3 separate regions of the Mus musculus genome follow, and regions 1 and 3 are each linked to region 2. The links are chromatin contacts, called in public HiChIP or PLAC-seq maps. All regions are on one chromosome and are shown on one strand. The core of a region is the stretch at or near the end of the contact, and the rest is flanking DNA. Distances in the headings are between cores, read along the strand shown.

Evidence for each region. HiChIP or PLAC-seq counts read pairs in DNA pulled down with a chosen protein or histone mark.
Region 1: a contact with region 2 is called in a FOXA1 HiChIP or PLAC-seq map of pancreatic cancer cells. The contact joins two enhancer-like sites. A contact is called at or near these places in 1 of 15 datasets of contacts at CTCF or cohesin (the NIH/3T3 cell line), 1 of 484 Hi-C or Micro-C datasets (bone marrow-derived macrophages) and 1 of 115 datasets of contacts at active chromatin or transcription factors (pancreatic cancer cells).
Region 3: a FOXA1 HiChIP or PLAC-seq map of pancreatic cancer cells shows a contact between it and region 2. The contact joins two enhancer-like sites. A contact is called at or near these places in 1 of 39 promoter capture datasets (cranial neural crest), 2 of 115 datasets of contacts at active chromatin or transcription factors (embryonic limb bud and pancreatic cancer cells) and 1 of 9 other capture datasets (pancreatic islet).

Annotation. Positions count from the first base shown.
Region 1 is chr7:48,916,405-48,919,285 of GRCm38.p6, forward strand. No RefSeq gene overlaps it. Among named protein-coding and RNA genes, the nearest start is that of Gm2788, 37 kb to the left of the region's middle. Within about 2 kb of position 1,322, at least 59 of the 459 cell types and tissues checked have an H3K27ac peak or open chromatin away from gene starts, as enhancers often do. A contact at or near this core is called in the NIH/3T3 cell line and pancreatic cancer cells, where this site is marked.
Region 2 is chr7:49,211,839-49,214,902 of GRCm38.p6, forward strand. It overlaps a transcript of Nav2 not described here. Among named protein-coding and RNA genes, the nearest start is that of Nav2, 33 kb to the right of the region's middle. Within about 2 kb of position 1,388, at least 48 of the 459 cell types and tissues checked have an H3K27ac peak or open chromatin away from gene starts, as enhancers often do. A contact at or near this core is called in the NIH/3T3 cell line and pancreatic cancer cells, where this site is marked.
Region 3 is chr7:48,887,514-48,890,425 of GRCm38.p6, forward strand. No RefSeq gene overlaps it. Among named protein-coding and RNA genes, the nearest start is that of Gm2788, 7.7 kb to the left of the region's middle. Within about 2 kb of position 1,333, at least 62 of the 459 cell types and tissues checked have an H3K27ac peak or open chromatin away from gene starts, as enhancers often do. A contact at or near this core is called in pancreatic cancer cells, where this site is marked.

The DNA of each region.
Region 1 (2,881 bases), core at 72-2,571, 300 kb before region 2:
GACGAATTAGGTTGTTTGTCTTAATAAACATTTTCTGTTATTAGAAATTGAAAGCTAGCTTTTTACACACACACATACACATATGTATTTCCCCTTTCTATTTCCATTGCCCCCTTGCAGGGTAATAAGCTAAAAAGCATCTAGTGACTGATTTTGGAAACAGAATAGTCAGTCCTGTGAGAACAAGAGGGGAGAGAGAGAGGGAAAGACTTAGCCCGGTGGAGAAAGAAAGACCAGGGGTCTTGGAGACTGTTGAAGTAAAAGTCAAGAAGCTTGTGTGCGGATGTTGCTGACAGAATAAAGGTAGAAAGTTGGTCTCCAAAGGTGACTGAATGGAGCGGGGGATGGGGGGATGTTGGGGAGCTGAGACAGGAGTCACAGAGACTATTAGCCTGTGCGGGTAGGCACACACACATTGTTTTCACATGGCTATACATGTTCATGGTTTATTGCTGCTACAGTCACTGGGTAAGTTGTAAGGGTCTGCCTTTCCCCTTTCTATTTCCATTGCCCTCCTGCAGGGTAATAAGCTTCCATTTCACACGTAGTTTTATTTTTAATCTTATTCTTCTCTGAGGCAGGGCTCTCTCTGTAGCCTATTCTAGCCTCAGACTTTCCGTGCAGTCTAAATTGGGCCACCAGAGCTCCTTCCTCCATTTCCCTGAGTCCTGGATCAAGGCACATCCCATCACTGTGAGTCCCACACACCTTTTGGTACTCAGTTCTTCCACTTCGCCTCTGCCAGCTGAAGCCAGAGCAGGCTTACCTGCTGTGGAATCAGGAGAAGGGAGAGAGTACAGTGTGACTTCCTGTTTGTTTCTGGTCACCATCTCCATTATCCCAGTTGCTCATCACCCCATCCCTCTGTCACCCGGCCAGCCCTCTGACACTCCTTGTTACTCAGGCCTTTTGGCAGTGACCTCTCATGTCAGGAGAGCATTGCAACTCTGGCTTCGTTTTCACCCTCCATTCTCAGAGCAGTCTCAAGACACCACATTTGTTAGCATCCTTCCCAATGCGTGGCTCCATCTCTGAGGGCCTCCCTTTGTGCCTGTCTCAGTGCAGCTCCAGCATCCTCTTTGTCTTGCAGTTCTCTGATTCCTGGTGAGAAACAATTCAGGTCAAGTAATCTCTTAAAATTCCTGGTGTGGTTTCCGCTTCCTGACGTTGCTTTCTTTAATATCCTGTCCAAACTTCACTCTGTTCAAATGAGCCAGTTGAGAAAGGAATGTTAAAGTTAAGAGCAAACTTTGCTCCGAAGGAAGGGTGTGGATGTTTCCGCTTGTCCCCTGGCTCTGGACTGACTCACTGCTGTGCCTGACTTTGACTTACCACATCCCAGCCCCAGAAGATGCCCTGGAGGTCTGGCACCTAGTGGCTGTGCTTTGGGGCTGTGGGTGCTGCCACAGACACAGGCAGAGCTAAAAAGCATCTAGTGACCGATTTTGGAAACAGAATAGTCAGTCCTGTGAGAAGGAGAGGGGAGAGAGAGAGGGAAAGACTTAGCCTGGTTGGAGAAAGAAAGACCAGGGGTCTTGGAGACTGTTGAAGTAAAAGTCAAGACGCTTGTATGCAGATGTCTTGTATGCAGATGTCGCTGACAGAATAAAGGTAAAAAGTTGGTCTCCAAAGGTGACTGAATGGAGCGGGGGATGGGGGGATGTTGGGGAGCTGAGACAGGAGTCACAGAGACTATTAGCCTGGGTACTGAGGGGTGGTTTCAGTCTCTGCCTTACCTGCTGATAATGAAAGGGCCGGCACAATAGGTAGGTCAACACCACTTTCCTGCTCTGATGGTTTCCAAAAGAACTCGCCGCCTCCCTGCTGGGGTATTTCCAGAAGCCTGTTTGAGACCACTCACCATGACCTCCTCTTTCAGATTCAGGATCCCATCCCCCCTCAACCCCCTGCCTTCTGTCTGTCTGCCTCTCCTTTTCTCTTTCCCCTTTCTCCTGTTTTTTCCCCTCTTTCCTTTCTCTCCCACCTGCCTCTCTTACACACACGCGCGCGCGCACGCGTACACACACACACACACACTTCATGCACGAGGCACACTTGGCCTCAGATGAGATGATCCTTTGCAATCTGCCCTTAAGCAGTGGTCCGAACAGACCCACCTAGCCAGGCTTTAAGAGCAGCCCCTGCCTGCCCTCTGATCGTTGGGTGGGTCCCAATATGACCAGTTGGCTTTACTGACTCAAGGGACCAGGTGCTGTTGCCAGCCTGGGAGAAGGCAGGGGCTCTGGTGAAAGGAACTTGTGAGTCACCATTGGGGTGCCTTGTGTAGTCATCTGTGAGTCCAAAAAAAGACGGTTAATGTCTTGACCCAAAATGTGATCATCCTGATTGAAAGAAAACCTCTCCTTTACTTCTTGGGAGACTGTTCAAAAGGAGGCAGGGGTGCATATACTGCAGGAACCAATGTTCTTTGAACTAGACAACTGTGTCATAATGTAAGGGTTACAAGGAAGCTCTCTACTGGTATCCAGGTCCTAGCTTCTCCCGCCATTAAAATCTGTGTCATCAGGGCACCTTCAAAACTTGAAGGAAAATTATTAACATGTTGCTAGTAGTTTCTAAACTCCAGCCTCTGTTCCTATGTTACCATCCTCTTCTGGATTCTATTTGGGATACCACACTGCATGTGGGGGGTCCTGTCTCAGTTTCTGTCTTTCCTTAGCTGTGACACCTTGAGGGATACTAGCATCCCTTAATTTTAGTCTGCCGGTGTTTGTCATTAGACTGTGGGTTACAGATCTGGGAGGAAGACCCCCACACCCGCTTTAGCACAGCTGTGAGTCATACACAGACACTACTAGCTCAACCCATCATGGGTGTTTCTGCATGCAGAGCTCAGGGTCCAGCTCCAAGGATGCTCCTA
Region 2 (3,064 bases), core at 138-2,637:
GCCACGGCCGCAGTGACCCAAAACCTGCGTCAGGACTCACCTCTTCAAGTTCCCACCACGTCTCAGAAAGCACCAATGTAGCAAATCTTAAATGCAAGTGTCTCTAGGGGATTTACAACCCAAAATACACACCTAACACATATTGACAGACAGGGGGTCTGGTCTCAGGAAAGTCCTTTCTTTAATTTGTGCCCTGGGTCTTGGCACAGACTGGATAAAGGAAGGTATCTCACCCACCTAAGAGGGCCAAACTATGAGCCCAAGCCGTCTCTTCTTTACCCCTGCCCCTGCATCAATGTGTGCTGAATTCTCTTGTGTCCCAGTCACTGTAGAGCTGTACTGGCATCTGAGATGAGCAGAAGTGAAGGAGAGACAGAAAGAGACACGGAGGCTCTATGGGAGAAGCCATCAGCAGGGAAGGCAGCAGTGATAGAGGTTGGCAGTAATGGAGCAGAAGCCCTGCAGGAATGTGTGGCAGAGAAAGGAGTATCCTGCTCCAGATCCAGGCACCAAGGTTACAGCTTAAATGCAAGACCCAGCTGCCCAGAGAAGCAAGTCTCATTTGCCTAAGACACAAAGGGAGTCATCTGTGTGGAACACTAGGATGCTTACACAGTGAACCAGCCCTCCCTGGGCCAATCCGAAGCCAATGTAAAGTCGTCTTTGCATTGTGTGGACTAAGATTGATGGACATGGAAAGACTATAGTGAACTTCTGTGTGTAAAACAAAATAGTCATAACATGTTTGGGGATTTTAAAAACTGTGTGTGTGTGTGTGTGTGTGTGTGTGTGTGCGCGCGAGCGCGTGTGCGCGAAGTGCCCATGAAGTCCAAAAGAAGGCATTGGATCCCAGAGTTACAGGTGATTGTAGGCCACCTGATGTGAGCCTTTGAACTGAACTTAGATCCTCTGAAAGAGCAGGACTTGCCATTAACCACTGAGACATCTCTTCGGTACTCTCAAAAGCAAGCTTGAAAAACAATTGTTCAACCCAAACACCAGGAGCCCCAGGGCATCCTTCTGGTGGCTTCAGTGCCCTGTGCCACCTGTGGGACAGCCAGCCCTTCTTTTGCCAATGCTCTCAACATCTGTGATTCTCCCAGTGACACAGACCCTTGCTCTGCACATCCCGAGGACCAGATCTTTGCTGGGTCTGAACACAGAGAGTAGTTAACCTGGAAAACAGAGGGGATGTGGAGAGAGAGGGTCTGGGGGCTCAGATGGCCTCTGGCCTGAACCTCCTTCAGGATGGATCCTGCTCAGCTCTCCTTCTTCCGGCTTCCCCTCCTGGCTGGAGCCTCTTCCTGCCTTCTTGGCACCAGAAGCTCTGCTGGCTTCTGTCCTGAGCAGTGTGACCTGCTGCCCATGAGTAAGGACTGGGCCATTCCACAGTGACTAAGCTGTCACCTCCCCGTTTCCCGTAACCGCCAAGGGAGGACTCACTCTGAATCACTCTTTATTGTTTTGAGCTTTTTTATTTTTTTCCCTAGCTTCCAGTGTTTTGAATTTTCAAAGATCAACTACCCTAGGCAGGCTAACAGAGCTGAATAAATGCTAGGAAACTGCCAGGCACCCCCTCCATAACCTTGTACATAGGAGAGAGGCATAGAGCCCCCTTACCGGTCAGAGTCAGCTTGCCAGGATAAAGCTGACCTGAGTTAGAATCCTGTTTGTTTCCCTTACTGCTCTCTTCCCTCACTACTCACTTCTCCTTTCTGAACTTTAATTTCTCTTCAATAAACGGGATAATAATGCTTACTCCAGATAATTGTTGTGTCTATAAAGCAACTGGCTAGGTAGGCTTTCCAGTATAGGGAATTAATAAACATAAATAAAGTTTGGCTCCTTAGATCCAAAATGAGCATACCTGCCAGAAAGGTGGGTGTCCCAGCTCCCCTGTCCACCTGTCACCCCCAAAAGGCAATGGTAGGTTTCTCAAAGCCGCATGTTAGGAATGTTGCTAAATAACTTAGTTCTGTCAGCAACAGCCAATCTTTATTGAGCACTTACTATGAGCCAGGTACAGTGCCAAGCACTTTCCATTAAATTACTAAATGAATGAGAGTTAGTTGTGACTGGTAGTACTTAGCTAACTTCCTAATAATGAGAGACAGGCCCAGGACTTGAACACACATGGGGTAATGCCATACATAGAGACGAGGTTCTCTTGGGATGACCCATGGCTAGGGCTCACTGTCAAGTAATGATACCATAGTAGGAACTCAAGCATCATTCATGCCCACCCTCATTTGCACAGCAGTTATTCAGCTTCATTGTCTCATAGAGGGAAACTGAGTTTTGAACAGTAAGGAGACACCCGGTCTGACTAGTAGAGCTGACCTATGAACCCAAGGATCTTCAAATCCAATGAGTGTCCACCTCTGTGTGCACAATGGCGGGAGTCAGGATGGACCGACCTGGTCTTCATGGATTGTTTTATATCCATGGCTTCTGGCCTGCTTCCACCTTCTGCCCAGCTACCAGTGTCTGACTGGAGCTAGCAATGGAATTCCCTCTTTGTGATAAACCCTTTTTCCCTTCATACCAGTGGTCTCTACTCGCATGGGCTCTGACCAACCTCCAAAATGGCAGGGTTTAGGGATCCAGGAAATATCTCTGCAGAGATCAGCAGGCTTACTGAGTGGGTTTCCTGTGGGAACAGGCTGTATCAGGGGTCTGACAGATACTTGCATGTAAAGAAGTACCCCTGCAAGGAAACAGCTGGGTTGTTGGGATAGCTTGTGTAGGTGTGTGTGTGTGTGTATGACCCTGATAGCTCATCTCACAAGGGGATGCTGCTGGGGAATAGACCTGGCCTTATAGGCTACTGTTAGAACCTCAGGCATAATGATGCTGCCCCCTGCCATATGTCTCTCTCTCTCTCTCTCTCTCTCTCTCTCTCTCTCTCTCTCTCTCTCACACACACACACACACACACACACACACACACACACACACAGTGTCACTCATAGCTCAAGGCAGGTCCTCTTATGTAGATTGAGTGTTGGGAATCTTTCAAGGGAGAGAAGAGATTAGGAGGAAAGGGCTGACAGTGATGATATGC
Region 3 (2,912 bases), core at 83-2,582, 320 kb before region 2:
CATACTCCTCTCTGCTCTCCTGCAAATTCATGGTCTCTTTCATCGATGCTATTATGTGTATGTTTGCATTTATACATGTATATTCCCTGACATAACCTGTTGGGTCCATCTAATGTTTCAGGGCTCACCATTTGGCCCAGTTGACACGTGTTTCCCTGAGGAGGGTCACCTCTCCCTCTCCTAGCTCTCTTCAATTGCCTGTACTTCTTTGTATAGAATTGAGAGCTCACGGGCTTTTCCTTATGCAGTTTGGCATGTCCATGGGTGTCATGACTTTTTTCCCCCTTAACTAGCAGCTGTTTGACTCAAGTGGGTAATTGCCTGCAATGAGAGATCAGCTTGGGGACAAAAGTCTCCAGCGACAAAGAAAAATTGGAAAGTATCAAGTCAGGAGTCTTGTCTGTAATTTCCAAATTCTGTGGTAGGTCCCTCGTGTGGAATTTCCAGTGACTAAACCACAGCGCTCTGAGAGCTGGGGTAGAGCATAGGTCCCCTTGGGTGGGCTCTGTTGTTCTCAGGGAGTGGCAGCAGACACCTTTCAGGCCGTTCTGATCCTAGGGTCGGGTGTGCAGCTGTGTCAACAGGCCTTTGAAGTCCACATACACACCGGATGACTGGTCAGCAGCCCCTGGGACCGTCACCACAAAGTCAGTCACAAGAATTCATAGAAGGCATGTGGGAGGAAGCTTTGCTGGGGCGGTTGGGAAAGAGGAATGACAGGCAGATGAGAACACAGCAAAAAACCCACCCAGATTTGCAGATACATCCCACAGGGGTGGCTGTCAGCCACCCCCGCCCCAAGCTCTGCCTGCAGGGTCCGCACAGTGATCTGGCTTATTTCATTATGGCCCAAAGAAGCGTCCCTATAAGGCTTAAGCAGGGTGACAGTGCTGATGAGTGTCAGGATCCCGGAAAAATCTTCTGAGTCATCAGAACATGAACAGACAGGAGCAGGGCAGCTTGAGCTGTTATACTTTTAGTGTTCTGCATTTCAAGACATTCTCTTCAAGCCTTCCTGAGCAGTCTTTTATGTGGCAGACCCTGCCACAGGCACGTCACATCGACTCCAGCTGGTTCACCCATTTGCTCTCATTTACCCCAGCGAAGGTGGTAGTTCAATCCCCTTTTTTTGCAGAGACAACAGAAGCTCTTGGGGGGTTAGAACCTGGGGAGGGGCAGCTGGCCTCCTCCCCTAGGAAGAAAAGAGGGCTAAGTTCAAAATCACAGAGTCTTTCCCCCACCTCCAGGCAGCCCCACCCCTAACCCCTAGGGAGAGGTTACAGAGTTTGTTATAGGTCCAGTGGTTTAAATCTGTGAGCTCAGACTGGCCTCAAACTCACAGCAGTCCTCCTCCCTCAGACTTCTGAATACTGGGCTTGTAGGTATGTAGCACCAGGCTGGGGCTGCCTTTCCCTGGACAGCCATCTGGTTACTGAGTCACATCCGTTGGCCTCGGTGTCCCTATATCCTGTCTTCACTCTTAACCTCACTAGCACACTTTGGGCCAGTGCAGTGACCTGCTCCCTTTGTCACTAGGCTCTCCATCCTGTCCACCCAGCCTAGTCAGATCAGTCTTCCTATAACCCTGCATGTGCCAGGGCCAGCCACACTGTCCATAGCATAAAGTCCTGATGTGGACTCTCCCTCCCATGTCGTCACGCTCTCTGAGCTCTTCCCCCAGGGTTACCCATCGCTATCTGTGATCATTTAAAGTTGCCTTTGTTTTGTTTTGTTGTAATGCTTTTTTTTTTTTTTGGTTGTTAGTGGCAGTTTTGTTTTTGTTTTTTATTTCAGAATCTTTGCTTATGCAGCATCCTAACATCCTCCTGCCCCTCAGCCTTCTCTGTTCCGAATCTCCTGGCCAAGCTTTAGAGCATCAGTTTTCAACCTGTGGGTCGTGATCCCTTTGGAAGGTGGAACAGCCATTTCCCAGGGGCCCCCATATCACAGATTTACATTACAATTTACAACAGCAGCAAAATTATAATTAGGAAGTAGCAACAAAAATAATTTTATGGCCGTGGGTCACCACAGCACGAAGAGCAGTATTAAAGGGTCACAGCATTAGGAAGGTTGAGAAGCCCTGCGATAGAGAAGCTTCCAGTAGCTGCTTTAGGGGATCTTCCTTCAACATTCTAGAACATTTAAGAAGTACACCTCGCATGCTGCTTCAGTGCAATTATTTGTGTGCCAGAGTTTATCGAAAAGTGAATATGAGGTCTGTGTGTTTGTGTGTGTGTCCCAGTGGATGTGTTCCCCAGTTTTTGTGTATCTCTGGTTTGTGTGCCTCTGTGTGTGTGTGTGTGTGTGTGTGTGTGTGTGTGTGTGTGCGTGCATGTGAACTGGTTTGACCATTGTCATAGTGCAAAGAACATGGTGGGCCCTTGTTCAAATGATTGAATTAATGGCTGGGAGAAATACAGTAGTGAGGAACAGTCACAATACGGAGACTGATTCCTGTTGCCAACAGTGTTCTTAGTCCTAGTAGCAGGCATCACTCCTGTGAGCCTTGCAACAGCCTTGACAGGTAGTGATAGGCTTGAGATTCAAGTCCAGGTCTTCTGCCCCCAGAACCCTGGCTTCCACTGCAGCTATCTCTGTTACTTTTCTTATTGTTGCAACCAAGTACCTGATTAGAGAAAACTTGGGGGAGGAAGACATCATTGTGGCTCCTGGTTTGAGCAAGGGAGTAGTCCAAGGAAGGCATGGGAGTGGGGATGTGAGCAGCTAGTCATTGTGTGCACAGTTAGGGAGCAGAGCACGAACACTTTCTCTCTCTCTCTCTCTCTCTCTCTCTCTCTCTCTCTCTCTCTCTCTCTCTCTCTCTCTCCTTCAGTGTGGGGCCCCAGTTCAGGAACGTCCTGCCCACGTTCAGAGTGAGCTATCCCTTCCCAGATCAATCCCCCAGAGGT